Linked DNA regions of Cricetulus griseus: region 1 is linked to region 2. The links are chromatin contacts, called in public Hi-C maps. All regions are on one chromosome and are shown on one strand. Each heading gives the region's core, a stretch centred on a gene start, on an enhancer-like site or on the middle of the called end of the contact. The rest is flanking DNA. Distances are from core to core; before and after follow the strand shown. Region 1 has its middle 170 kb from the start of Dusp10. Region 2 holds the start of LOC100773462.

Region 1 (7,792 bases), core at 247-2,746, 170 kb before region 2:
CACTTCCAGCCGAGGAAGTTGGCAGAAACCATGAACAATGCTGCCCGATGGTTCATGTGTGCAGGCGCATGCTAAGCTAGCTAGCTGTCTTTTCTTTCCTTTTTTCTTCTTTTGATATTTTGAGACAGGATTTCCCAGGAGCTATGGTGCCAGTCCTGGAATTCACTCTGTAGACCAGGCTGACCTCAAACTCACAGAGATCTGCCTGCCTCTGCCTCCTGAGTGCTGGGATTAAAGGCGTGTGTTACCACTGTCTGGCTCTTAGCTAGCTTTCTTATCCAGTAGCAGACCACCTGCCCAGAGAGTTGTGCCCTCCTACATTAAGATAGTCTCCTACAGACATGTTCATGGGCCAACCTGATTTGACAATCCCTCAGTTGAGACTTCAGTAGTGTCATGTTGACAGTTCAAGATAACTAGGACACTACCTTTCATCCACCTGTCTACCATCTTTAATTTATATATCTTCACCATCATGATGAAGCTACTCATCTATTTATAATCAAACTATCTTGGAACTCAGAAAAAAGAATAAAATAAATAAATCAAAAAATTACTTGTAGGTATCCCTGAATATTGGATTATAGCTCGTTAACATTTTCTTTGATGTCTTTACTGTATTTTCCAAGGGTTAAGTGAACATGCAGTTTTGATGACAAAAAAGAAATCAAAGTTTATCATAAACTGAAGCAACACATAGAACTTTGAAGCCTAGAGTCTCGTATAATAATTTTACACCTCTTACCAATAATCAAGAGTTTTGTATGGTGTTTTCAATCCATTCAGTTTTATGCCTAAGATCATTGATCCCATTTCTACAGTAACTGTTGGGTTACAATTAAACACGAGGAGCCTGTTAAAAACTAGATCACTAGAGGAGGGGTTTGGTAGCACAGCAGGCTATGATCCTAGGATGATTGCCATGAACATGATATGTTTATTTTTCACATATTGTGAAGTGATTTTTAAAGCTCTTGAATCAGTTACAAAATTAGCTTTCTAGGTAAATGGCAATAATTTATACCTTAGAGAAAACATTATCGACATTAAGGAATGTCATGTTTTATTAGGCATGGAGCTTTATATGGGAAAAGCAAAGTGACACCTCTACATTTTGATTAAGATTTCATTTTCATTTAATTTGTGGAGTTGTCCATTTTCATTGCAGATCTGTGGGCTTCTGAATTGGGAGCATGGAAGGCACATGAGAGCTAATCTCCCTATGGTGTTGCATCCCATGTCATAAAGGTCTAAGGGGCTCACTCAGCGCAATGACACCCACAGGATACATCAAAGTGACATCAGATCCTAAGGAGCCCCTGCTGGCTGAATCACTCTGGAGTAAAGATATGTAGTCCCACTTGGTCCTGAGAGTCATTGGGGTGATAAAATCTCCAATAAGTGTTTACCTTATCTTACCTCAGCCTCCACCCTGTCCCTGAGTGCAGGCTATGCCTCATCAACTGAAGCATTAATCATGTAAACTAAACAGATCTCATTTTGAAACACCCTATTACTTGGTAGAAGACATTTGGCCAATGTGGGAATCCCAGCCTCAGGACCTATTACTCCCCAGGGTACACCAATTAATCTCTCTATACACATGCTACTAACTAGCTAACGGCTCCTACAGGGGTGCAGTCCAAACCAAATATTAGATTGTTAGTCAGGCTGGAATGTTCCTCAGTTGTATACGGGAGCAGCGTTTGCAGTTGGGGTTATCCACATGACCCATCTCGTATTATCACAGATCACAAAGAACCAACTGTATTCACAAGCATATGAACATTACTCACACAGGCTAGATTGTATAAGCAAGAAAAAACAGAGAAAAGAGTCAAATAAATGGAGCAAGGAGAGGGGCACAGACATGAGATAGTTGAACTGGAAGAGATCTTGGAGAGAAATCTATGCTTCCAAAGCCAGCATTTCATGGCTTGTCTTCATAATGAAGAAAGGAAGCAAAGAGTACTCAGAAAGCCATCAGGGGTGAAGCAGGGGCCAGGACACTTAACTCTTAGAAAGCTGGGCATTGTCTCTGTTGCCACCCTAAGCCACAGAAGGGGAAGAAGCCATTGGGTGAGCACTGGAGAAGTGAGTTCTTTGGTGGGGATGGAGATGACATCAGTCACTGCTTTTTAATGGAAAGAAAAGAATGTCACCTGCTTTTGTTTACTGTTAGAGTCAGTGTGACTGTGAGTGAGCCAACATTCCAATCTCACTTTCTCACATCCTCTTGGCCTTGTTTGAGTTTCTCGAGGCCGTGTGATTGCAGTGTGCTTCATCCATGTGTTTAGTGAAGTCACTCCTGCCACTACCTTTGGGTCAGCCTTCCAACTCTCCAGGGACTCTGCTGAGGGCTTCCTGGACTGAAGCCTCATCTTCTCTGAGGACTGCTGTGACTGAAGTGGTCTTGAATATCATGAGTCAGACGACAGGGTCCAGGAACACCAGTATCTAGCTCCTGGATCCTGATTACCTCCCTTTCAGGAAAGCATGGCTGGTGTTTAAGTACCCTGCATGTGCATGCATGCACATGTGTGTGGACACACACACACACACACACACACACACACACACACACCCCTCATGATAGAAGTAGTGTTAAAGACCTGCTTGGGTTGGAGCTCACTCTTCTCTGTCTTCGGTTTATAGAATATCTACCCGGGAGGGTTTGTAAGACATTGTATCAAATTTCTATAGGTCTGTCTCCCATTGTATCAGTGCACCCTGAGGTTCTGATGACCACACTGATTTCCAACACAACCTTGTAGAGATTTAAAAACCTTCAGAAGCTGCTATTGCTAAAAGTAATACTATAGTGTGACCCCAGAGATCTTAGAGAGCACTAGACAGTTCTGATATCCCTAGAGTGCTAAATGCATACCCCATGGGCTCTGCTGGGTCTTCTTCATCTATTGAGAGGTCACAGGAGGACAAGGACTGGCTCAGCCGTCGTCTCTTTTGTAGGATACTATCATTTCCTCTCTGCCCCTCACCCCGGGGTCTGTTCATCATGTCTGGAAATGAGTGAGTGAATCAACACAATTCCACCCCCTTTCCAACCCATCCTTCACAGTGTTGTCAAAGCATCACCTTTCATGTGTGGAATCAACTGAATCATTCCAGTTCTGTGGCTCCTGACTCCGTAAAGCACCAGGCTTGGAATAGCACACGTGGCTGTGTGTCATCCACCTCCTTACTCATCAAACCTGAGTGCAGCTGCCATGAAATTCTGACCACTAGCCCAATCAGACCCCAGAGGTAGTGCTCCTAAGCCGCCACCCCACCTCACCTCCCACACACCTGTAAACTTCCCATTCTCCCCTGGAGGAACTGTTTACAGCCCAGGTCAAGGTCCGGTGTTACTGGAATTCATACTCGTCATGAACTCAGGTGGCGTACTGCCCTTCCTACACTGTGAATGTGAAAGGATTCCTTACCCTTTCCTGGCCAGTTTTTCTGAATTACAAAAAGCAGTAGGTATTCAACAACAATTCATGTGAAGATTGGTAGACGACAGACTCAGACACAATGAAGAACATGTGCAGAGCGTGTGTGAGGACCCTGGGTCCTTCCCTTGCAGAGCACATGCTCTACCACTGACCTCCATCCCAGCCCTAAACTTGCCATGATTTGACTTAAATGTCCCATTCAATACAACATTAGACCACATCATTCAGAGACCCACTGGAGGGTGAAGTTCTTGGTTGTCAATTTTTCTCCATCTGAAATTAACTAAAAGCCCGTGGGATCCTCAGAGTCTAATGACCCCAGTAAGAAGCTGTTTCGTCAAATGATAGTCAGGATTGGAAGACCCTCCCTAAATCTGGGCCACACCTTGTGGCAGCCTATGTAAAGGATTAGAAGAAGGAAGGATTTCTCTTTGTCTACCTGTCTGCCCTGCTCTCAGTCACTGGCATTCGAACCTACTTCTTCAGGAATTTATACTGAAGACCAGCTGAGACACCCAGCCTCATGGACTGAATAGCTGCTGGATTCTCAGACTTCTGTTGGGAGACAGCCATTGTTAGACTAGCAGGACCATAGCCTGTAAATCACTCTAATGAATGTATGTATATGTGTATATATACATATGTGTGTACATATATATATATGTGTGTGTGTATACATATACATATATGTGTGTGTATGTGTTCATATATATGTATGTATGTGTGTATGTATGTATGTATGTATTCATTCTATTAGTTCTGTTCCCTTAGAGAACCCTGACTAACACAGAACACAAAGAAAATATTGGATCAGCTACAGGGAAAATTTCCCAGACAGGGTTGTTGGTTTTGATTGCTGGTTTCTAGCTACAGATTATTTGGTTTCTGATAGGACAATATCAAACTTTTTGTTGTTTACATTGAATTACATTTCATTTGCTTAAGTGGACGTGTTACAGCCATTATAGGATAAGGGACCTTCATTTCATATTTCAACAGGATGAACCTTTATGTACAGAAAGAAACCAACTTGGCACCTGGAAAATTAGCACAAGGTCCCATTTTGCTTATTTTTCCTTCTCAGTTGCAATAGCTACAACTATTGTTCCTATTTCCTTACCTGTTGAGAGCCAGCCCCAATGAAAAGACAAAAGGAGCCTAGTTCCCAGTCCTTGCCCAGGAGCAGACTTGACAAGGCCTAGGATGAGTCTGAGCTGTGAAGCAATTAAGTTTTTGGTTACTGTAAACTTGTCCCCCACAAGAGAGTGGAGTTATCTGTGTGAACACTGCTGTGAGCTTGGACTGTGACACCCCTGACATAGTCTGTGTCCCCCTTGTGCAAATTTGCTTGGTTGGCTTCTACTGACTTTGTCCCATTTCTCCCCTTAAAAACTGTATAAAAGAATCTCTACTTACTAATAAAGTTGTTTGGCATAAAATGTAGCTTGTGCAAGATGTCCTGACACCAGCTTTTTTGACTTCTTCATCCTCTCATGTCCTGGATGCCTTCCACTTAGGACCCTGTCACTGAAGAATGATATCCTGGTCCTGGTCACTCACCATTCTGCTTTGAGGTCTTGTCCAAACCCACGGGGCATCAACTCTGTTCTTGTGCCTTCCTCACTCCAGAATAGTCAGGACTTTGAAGCCAAGGCCTTTTCATGTCCTTCACACTTGGACCTCCAGCTCAGCTTCAGCCTACAGCAAGGCAACAAACGGCAAAGCAGGATGGCACTGAGTGGCCCCTCCTGGTGGCTTCTTTCCAGGAAGGTGGAGGACCAAGGGCAGGCAAACATTGAGTCTCTTAGGGAAGACAGAAACCTCCTCTCTGTTTAACTTCCTTGATTTCTCTGAAACACTGAAAAGGGATCAAGATTCGGGATTATGGAAACTTGGAGTATTGACACACCAAGGAAGTGCCAGAAAGCCAGCATGGAGCAGGCCCTGGCCCAGTGTTTTAGGGTGATGACAGTGGCTCTGCCTCCTTGGGATCCCCAGCATACAGTCAGAGATGCTGAAGAGCAGGAACAGTAAAAATTCTTTAATATACTAATTAGAAAAGAGAAACAAAGCAAAGCTGTAATCTAGAGAGGAACATTCTTTCTCCACCTACTTGCAAGTGTTATAGAATGCTCCTAGTTCAGCAAGCTGGAGCTGACTCACTGGAAGGATTACAGTTGGAAACACTGGGAAAAATGAGTTTGTTTGATTTGTCTTTCCCATGTGATTTCTTTTCTTTTGCCCCTCCCATACATTTAGGAGGATTTTAATTGTATTGATTTTTAATTTTCATTAATATTTTACTTGATATTATCCTTCAAATCGTCATCTAATTTTGTTTATGAATTTTTCCATTTAGGAACAATAGTTTTTCTTTTCCTTAGTTTCTTTTCTTTTCTTTTTTCTTGTTTTAGTTTTGTTCCAGAGTCTCCCTACCTACAAATTAAGTATTGTTTTGGCTTTACCTTATTTTTTATTTTAATACTCTCATGTTCCTTAAGATTTATTTTTTATTTGTGTGTGTGTGTGTGTGTGTGTGTGTGTGTGTGTGTGTGTCTGTGTCTGTGTCTGTGTGTGTGTGTCTGTGTGTGTGTGTCTGTGTGTATAAGGGCCTATGGAGGCCAAAAGAAGGTATTAAATTCCATGCAACTGGTGTTACAAGCAAATTCGAAGTGTTAACATGGGTAACAGGAACTCTTGTCCTCTTATGAGCAGCTAGTGCTCCTAACTGCTGGACTATCTCAAGAGATCCACTTGTCCCCGTTTCCCAGGTGCTGGGATTAAAGGCATGCACCAACATGCATAGCCCTAGATTTCATATTTGATGTGGCCATAACTCTCCACCTCTAAGAGATTCTCAAATGGACTACTTTGCCCTCAAAAGTACCTGCTAAGAAGGCTTCTCTTTGTCAGTTATAACAAGAGGATATCCAAAGCCCAGCAAAGTTAGGCCATTTGCACAGGACATACAGGGAGTCCCAGGGAAGGTGCTGCGTAGCAGTCATCACTACCACAGCCGCTCACCCATTCTTACCTAGTAGACCACACTCTCTTTTGAGCACAGGAGTGCAAGCAATGCCTGAGTCTTCTGATGGTAAAGTGCACCCATTGGAGTGAGCTTTAGGGTTGTATTTGGAGAGGCACACAAGGGAAAGAAAGGAGACCGGGCACCCCATCTTCCTTTAGTCTAGGCATTTAGAGAGAGCCTAGGTGTCAGGAGAAGTGAACAAATTCTGAGCTCTGTGCATTGAAATGGCTACCCACGGAATCCAAGGCCACATGCTGCATACTCCCAGGGTGCATGGCTACTGGCTGTATCTGCATAACTAGTAATCATGAGTACGTGTGTTGAACCCATGGCAAAAAAAAAAAATCCTACTTAATACTTGAAACAGTCACTCCATGAAATTAGCAACCCCATCACATAGCCAACAAAGTCTTGCCCATTAGAGCTACCAGTTGATCTAATAGCTTAACTAGAAATGAAAAATCAGAAATGTTGAACCCCTTTTCTTTCACTAGTGGTTTCCCAAGTATGATCCTTGAGGTAGTAAGTAGCCTTTTCATCACCTGGAAGCTGATTAGAAAAGCAAATTCTCAGTCTCCAATTCAGTGCTGCCAATCAAAACCTGGTAGCGGTGGGGCACAGCAATTTCCCTTAAGCAGCACTAGTATTGTGTTGGTTGATTTTCACCTTGGCTCGCCTCTGTGAACCTCTGTTCCCGACAGTGGTACCTGGGGAAGCAGGAACTCCCAGGGTCAAACGTAGGGGGAAAGAAAATGCCCATCTAGTGCTCTGTGTAGTCTCTCTCTCTCTCTCTCTCTCTGTCTCTGTCTCTCTCTCTCTGTGTGGTGTGTGTGTGGTGTGTGTGTGTGTGTGTGTGTGTGTGTGTGTGTGTGTGTGTGCATCTCAGAGAGTTCCTCCCTATACCCATTGTTCCTTGTCATCATGATAACAGCATTTATGATGTTTGGGGACATTATTGGGTAGAATATGACACTCTTCCAGATAAGAAGGGGTAAGTAACAGATTGTATTAGTCAAGGTTCTCTAGATTCACAGAACTTATGGAATGAATCTCTCAACACACACGGGCACCGCCCCCCCCCACACACACACAGGGAAATTATTGGAATGACTTATAGGCTGCAGTCCACCTAATCCAACAATGTCTAGCTGTGAGTGGAAAGTCCAAGAATCTGTCCCACAAGGCTAGGTGTCTCAGCTGGTCTTCTGTATACACTGGAATCCCAAAAGAAGTAGACTCCAATGCCAGTGAAGGAATGGACGTGCTGGCATGGAGAGGGCAAACAAAGAAGACAGCCTTTCTTCTTCTA
Region 2 (6,739 bases), core at 60-2,559:
TACCTTCGGATTCTAGATCGACACGTCAATGGCGAAAGAGCGTCTGGGGTCTAAAGCACGCCTTCAAACACTTCCCATTAGCAGTGACAGCTGGACTTTGCACAGAGCAGATAATGTTTTTATTCCACTTCAATTACTTGACATTTGGTCTTCCTCTCTGAGCTAGGAGGGGGTAGGGAGGTATAAAAAGCTCTATTGCTTTAGGATTCTTTGATGCATCGTCGTCATAGTTCATCTAGGCTTTTCCACTCCTTTGAATTCCAGGGTTACTGTTCTGCAGCTTCCCTGATATTTTTCTGGCGAGGCGCTGGCAGGCTTGTTCAGCTTCCCACTTCTCTTCCCCGGACACAGGCTGCGACTAGCGACCCCTCTGATGGCCAAAGTTCGGGGAACCGAGAAAGCTGGATTCGGCTCCTCCAAGCTCCTCCAGCGCCGCTCATTGTGGATGTTCACCACCCTAAACTCGGGCTCCTTCCCGCCCGCGCTTGCAGTTCCAGGCTGGCGCTCCTTGGCTCTCCGAGGGCTCTGCGCCACGGAGGGCCGACGGCCCAGCACCGCGGGGCGGATGGACTGCGAGTGCCAAGACACGGCGATCGGGGAGGTGGCAGCGGAAGGGGCCAGGACCGGGGTGGGCTGGGTTGAGGGCCGGTGCCGGGGCTGTGGCGCTGGTGGGCCGCTGGGCGAGCCCGGCCACGCCCAGCCTTGCGGGATGGCGCCCACGCCGCCGCTCAGCACGCGCCCCCAGTGGCCGCTGGAGTAGAGCCAAACCTCCTCCTCCGCGCAGCTCTCCGGGCTGCCACCTTCGAGTTCCGAGTCGGGCTCCTGTGAACACACCGGGGACGGCGGGGGAGTGACCGGGGCACGGAAGTAAGGGAACAGGAGCACGGCGCGCAGCCGCCGCGCGGGAGAGCAGTAGGGCAGCCGGAGAGGCAGCGACATCTGCGGGCCGGACAGAGCCGGGCTGCGGGGAGGCCGGCCCTGTGCGCGCTCACGTCCCGCGCTGCGCTGTCACGGCCATGGAGAGACCCGGCTTCGGGTCGCCTCCGGCCTCGGGAAAGTTGGCCGGACACTCCTGAGCCTCCACCCCGAGTCACGAAGTGGAATGGAGACCCCGCGAGGCCGGGGTCCGCCACGCCGGGAGAACCAGTTTCAGCCAGAGCGGCCAGTGCGAGCCATTGACACTTCAGCCCCGGGAAGGGTTAACCGCGTCTGGCGGCCGCCTAGGTTTACATGTAAATAGAGAGCTGCTGCTCCGCGCGGGCCCGGGCTGGCTCTTTTAAGTTTTTGATTGGTTGCCAATGACATCACCGCCCGCGTTCTAACACACCAAACCCAGCTTCGCGTCTGAGCGGGCCTCCTTCCCGCGGCGAGGCCACGCCTCTCTCTCCGCCCCCTCGGCCGTCTATTGGCCACAGGCCACTGTGAGGTAGCGGGCCGCGGGCTCTGGATCCTCATTGGTGCAGCGCGACGTCGCTCGGCGGTAGCCCCGCCCCCTCCGGAGCTTACATTTACGCTGTAGCAAAAGAGAAAGTAACTCTGTGTTGCTGCTGGGGATCAATGAAGCTGAGTGAATGGGGGCGCAGTGCGCGAGCGCATAGCTGGAGCCGGCGCCAGATGGTGGAGGGCTACGCTTATTGATGAAGTAAGTGGAAGTCATCGCGGCCACTCAGAGCCCGAGGCTGGAGGGTCCCGTGGGGTTGTGTGTGTGCGTGCGTGTGCGTGTGCGTGTGCGTGTGTGTGTGTGTGTGTGTGTGTGTGTGTGTGCGCGTGTGTGTGTGTGTAAGAGACAGAGAAATCCACATCAGTTAAGGAAGGTCCTAAGGTTTAGGCTTTTGGGTCTGGTTGCCCTGGGATGAAGGGGGAAAATGAGTTTTGGTTCGGTTAAGATGCTTTGTGGCAGTTTTCAAAGCCCAAGGCTTAGCTGATGCCCAGCGGTGGCGAGGAAGGGGGATGCTAAGTGCCCCAGAAGTGAGGAAGGAGCATTCCCTAACCACTTGAGGTTTTTTGCTCCAGTCCCTGTTTAGTGGGAGAAGGGAGACTAGCGAGGGACAGGGTAAGGGAGAAGCGCTATTTTTGAGGGAGGTTTCCCAGGGCCAGACTGGATGGCTTTGGAGCTATCTGCTGCAAGGATGCAGATTTCGGTGCACTCCGTGCCTGGGTGCGAGCCGTGCACTCAGTGTGGAGGTGCTGGTACCAGCCTGTCTCTGGGAACACGTTCTTGGGTCCTGCTCCTAGGGAATGGGCTACTGATCCCGGACGTCCTCTGCCAGGTAACACAATAGCAAAGACTTTGACTGCATCCATGGTCTAGCAGGGACACAGTTAAGCTTCTGGAATAGTACTCGCTCTGCAAATAAATAAAGTACTACGCAAGGGAGGCAGGCAGGGAGGTGAGGGAGGGAGGGAGGAAGGCAGGAGGAGGTTGGAGCCTTTGCTCCCATCCAAAGGTGGATGAGAGAAACCTGAGTCAGTGGGGATATGCCGACACGGGTGGGTACGTGCTCCTGTGTGTGCTTGTGTGGATTCTGCCGGTGACACTTTGGCTCGGTGTCAGAGAACGGTGACGGTCTTGAGTAGACCCATGATCCATAATGTTTTTCCAGGCAAATCTTAAAAGTTCGTTTAGGTGAGTGGCTCTTGCTTGGGGTTTGATTTCTTTGCTGTGTACATGTCTAGTAGAGGAGTCAGAATGGCTGTGTTTAGAGTGGCCTTGTGCCTAGGAGGAGGAGGGAAGTGACCCATTGCAGGCACCCTTGGGGGAAGGCAGAGGTAACCCCTGTGGGCACCACTTCCCAGCTTCCTAATTAGCCTGCCTGTGGTGAAGGAGCAAGTGAAGTTGCCTTCATGGAATCCATGCTGTCTCCAAGAGGGGACATCAGTATAGGAATGAAAAAATCTTTTAGAGTTGCTACTCCAATGTCAATGCAAAGTCTGTACCACCCGGATGAAATCCAAACCCTTCTTTGCTTAGGGGCACAGCACAGGGAGGGGTCAAGGGTGAGCTGGGCCAAGGAAGAAGGGGTCATGATGGGTCAGCAGCCCGAGTTGGGGTTCCCAGACCTGACTCCTTTTGGGACTTGGTTTTAGGACAGTTAGTGCGGCTTGGTTTGGAAGAGGCTCACAGAAGACATGAGGGCTTTGAAGAGGACTGCATTGAGGTTTTCAAAGGGGCCGCCAGAAAGGGAAGCAAGCAAGATTAGCTCCTAGTCCAGGAGACTGACTTAGGAAGACACGTTCGTTCCTCATTAGCAGAAAGTTGACATCTGCCCCCATGTAAATTTAGCTGCCACGCATTTCTGTGCATCTCTGTGAGCTCTGGCAATGCTCTTGCTTATCTCTTTGCCTTGGCAGTGGGCAAAGAAATGAAACAGAATACATGCCAGGGTGGACAAATGCATCCATCACAGGTGAAATAGACTCCTGCCCAGGAGAGGAGGCTCAGAATAAATCTAAGAGCCTCCCTGTCAGGTCTTCATTGTTCCCAGTTCTCGGTGCCTTTATGTCCGTGAAGGCTGAACTTTGATTGGGTCCCTGAAAGGATGCCAATTACCATTTCTAACCTCACTTCCAATTTTAACCTTCGACTTAGCATCAGAATGCATGGGGTCCCTCAAGGATGTGTCCTCTCTGAATACATCAAAGTGAATTTCAGGCTTTGATGGCATCATGACCAAGGGCACCTGGGAGGATGCTGACTTTGCTCTGAGATATGCAGAGGTCTTTCCCAGGGATTGGATGAGACTGCCTTTTGTGCCACATGACTTTATTCTTTCTTTCCTTCTTCCCCTTCTTTACAGACTCTTGAGTTCTTCTTGAATTGCCAGTTTTCAGCCTCCTCATGCCTCCATCTCCTTTAGACGACAGGGTAGTAGTGACACTGTCTAGGCCTGTCCGACCTCAGGATCTCAACCTTTGTTTAGACTCTAGCTACCTTGGCTCTGCCACCCCAGGCAGCAGTAGCCACCCTCCTGTCATTGCCACCGCTGTTGTGACCCTCAAGGCTGCGAATCTGACGTATATGCCCTCATCCAGCGGCTCTGCCCGCTCCCTCAATTGTGGATGCAGCAGTACTAGCTGCTGTACGGTGACAACCTACGACAAGGATCACCAGGCCCAGACTCAAGCCATTGCCGCTGGCACTGCCACCACCGCCATAGGAACCTCGACCACCTGCCCTGCTAACCAGATGGTCAACAACAATGAGAACACAGGCTCTTTAAGTCCATCGGGTGGGGTGGGCAGCCCTGTGTCAGGGACTCCCAAGCAGCTAGCCAGCATCAAAATCATCTACCCCAATGACCTGGCGAAGAAGATGACCAAATGCAGCAAGAGTCACCTGTCCAGCCAGGGTCCTGTCATTATTGACTGCAGGCCTTTCATGGAGTACAATAAGAGTCATATCCAAGGAGCTGTCCACATTAACTGTGCCGATAAGATCAGCCGGCGGAGGCTGCAGCAGGGCAAGATCACTGTCTTAGACTTGATTTCCTGTAGGGAAGGCAAAGACTCTTTCAAGAGGATCTTTTCCAAAGAAATTATAGTTTATGATGAGAATACCAATGAGCCGAGCCGAGTGATGCCGTCCCAGCCACTTCACATAGTCCTGGAGTCCCTGAAGAGAGAAGGCAAAGAACCCGTGGTGTTGAAAGGTAATGATCCCCAACTCCTTTCCCAATACTGTCCTGATCAGCTAGGTTCCCTCCTGAGAGTCTCTTAGAAGTGGCAGCCTTCTTGTTTCTCCCCAGACACTGTGAACCAAAATAGCCTTTCTTGTCTTTCTTCTACTCTCTTCTTACTATTTTCATGCAATGAGAAAATCTAAGTAGCAATGCGGTGATATCCAGATCTGAGTTCCCAGCCTTGATCTGACTTCTGTGTTGCCTAAGACATTTCACCTGATAGGGTTTTCAAACGGTGCTTTATACAACCAAGGTGTTATCTCAAGTCGTGGCTTCTCTGGGAGCTCTATAGATTCAGTCTGTGAGTGGTTGGAAAGTCTTTGTTTCTCAAGAACTAGCTAATGCTGATGGCCCAGAGGAGGCAGTATACATGGCACATATTAGATATATCTTCAGGTGCCACCTTTGTGTGGGAAACGCTTGCGTTTCTCACCTGTCTGATTGTCTTGACTTTCACGTTGTTTATAAAGTTATCTTCAACAAAGGCAGACATTTTTATTTTAATGCTGCATTGAAGGGGTACCTTCTCCAAATACATCCATTCCTCCAGGAAAGCTCCCGGGGGATGGAGATATGAACTCCCTACAAACCTTTTGTTCTTTTTAGTGTCACCTAACCACAATTGGCTTCTGGTTCTTCCCAAGGAGTCATGCCTCACTTTCTCCTAACATGATGATTGGAACCCCCAAGAGGAACAAATGACCCAGTCTTCTCTGATCTTCTTCCGTGCAGGGTTGCCCTGACCTTGTGCACGGCTCACTTGCTCTGAGCATCACTCTTCTGATAGCATCTACCTGGTCGTCCTGGTGACTGATAACTATCTTTGTTTGCATTTTGAGCCATTGGGGAGTGAGTCCTGTCACATCTCCAGCAAAGTTCTAAAGCATCATTGATTATCAGTGTTGCCAGGCTCCTCTGAGCACTTTTCATATTTAAGTTGGCACAGGCTGCTTAGGCCTTGCAAGCTAGGATTTGTCTTTGTGGGACAGCTCTATCCATTCTCCGTCCCTCCCAAGTGATGCAGTCTGCAAGGCTCTTAGAAACATGCTCTAGTCACCCTTGCTGTGAGATGCGCTTCCCTAACCCTTTGCTGTCTTGGTAGACACCTGTCACAAAGACACAGCTTTCCTTGGAGCATGTGGGCTCACAGTTCTTCATGGTTCTGGTAGCTCAAGTCACTGTTACGATGGTGCCAGTAAGTTTTCTTAGAGTCACAAATATGTCAGAGTTATGTGGGGGTAGCCCTATTCTTTACCTCTGAATTCTTGTTTGGCTGGCTTTCTCTCAGCATGATCTTGTCTTGTCTTTTTTGCAGATGAGAAAACACCATCTACAAATTCCCCAAGTGTAACATTTTGTCTTGGTTAACCAAGACAAATAACTTTGCTGGCTTTTTTTTTTTCCTCCTGTAGTTGGGATAGGTTTGGTTAAAAAACATAGCCCCTTTTTTAATAGGTGATCTAAGAAGAGGTACCAAACACCTCACTTTATGATGACTCTGAACTAGAACATGGGGCTGATTGGGAGGTGTAGGGATCTATCCTCTCTCTTGCTATGGAGCTTGGTGGACGGAGGGGTGGCCTATCACTTGCTGAGAAATGTCTCTCTTGGGGACCAGAATCATCCTCTCCTGTAGACACATCTGAGGATCACCGAGCCTGGACTTGCTCATCAGTGTCAGAGTAAGACTGCCTCAGTGGGGCGGGGCTGGACACGCTGCTGACCTCACCACCAGGCGCCCTGGGCAGCTGCGCTGAGGGCTCGTCATTTCGGATTGGTGCAACGCAGTGGCGGCCAGCTTGGAAGACGCTCTGGTGGTAGAGGTTGGGTTATTTGTAGTTTTGGGGGGGATTTTCCTTCAAATATCTTGGAATTTGGTTGAAAATATGTTGTTCATGGTCTGTTGTCTTCTCTGGTATCTTTATTAGTTTGGTACCTTTGGGAGGAATGGCCTAAAGTCAGGACCAAGTTAGGGAAGGGGAAATGGAGGTGGACGGTTGAGTCTCCCTGTTATCCTCTTGTCTGGTCAAACCAGAGGTTGATTTCAGAGTGTCCTGGAG

What was found. Hi-C and Micro-C count contacts between places; a contact is called where the count stands out from the background.
Region 1: a Hi-C map of fibroblasts shows a contact between it and region 2, with 3 times the contacts expected there. The contact joins the enhancer-like site here to the promoter of LOC100773462 in region 2. A contact is called at or near these places in 6 of 8 Hi-C or Micro-C datasets (the CHK-Q cell line, the CHL-YN cell line, the CHO-K1 cell line and 2 more).

The regions. Positions count from the first base shown.
Region 1 is chr5:10,752,790-10,760,581 of CriGri-PICRH-1.0, reverse strand. No RefSeq gene overlaps it. Among named protein-coding and RNA genes, the nearest start is that of Dusp10, 170 kb to the right of the region's middle. Within about 2 kb of position 1,496, at least 2 of the 6 cell types and tissues checked have open chromatin away from gene starts, as enhancers often do. A contact at or near this core is called in the CHO-K1 cell line and fibroblasts, where this site is marked.
Region 2 is chr5:10,586,347-10,593,085 of CriGri-PICRH-1.0, reverse strand. LOC100773462 reads right to left here and starts at 1,309. Exons shown (of 1, transcript XM_035445145.1): 1 at 1-1,309. The coding sequence starts at 939. The coding sequence ends at 232. It overlaps Dusp10 (dual specificity protein phosphatase 10), which reads left to right and starts at 1,485. Exons shown (of 4, transcript XM_027418759.2): 1 at 1,485-1,642; 2 at 3,798-4,649. The coding sequence starts at 3,839.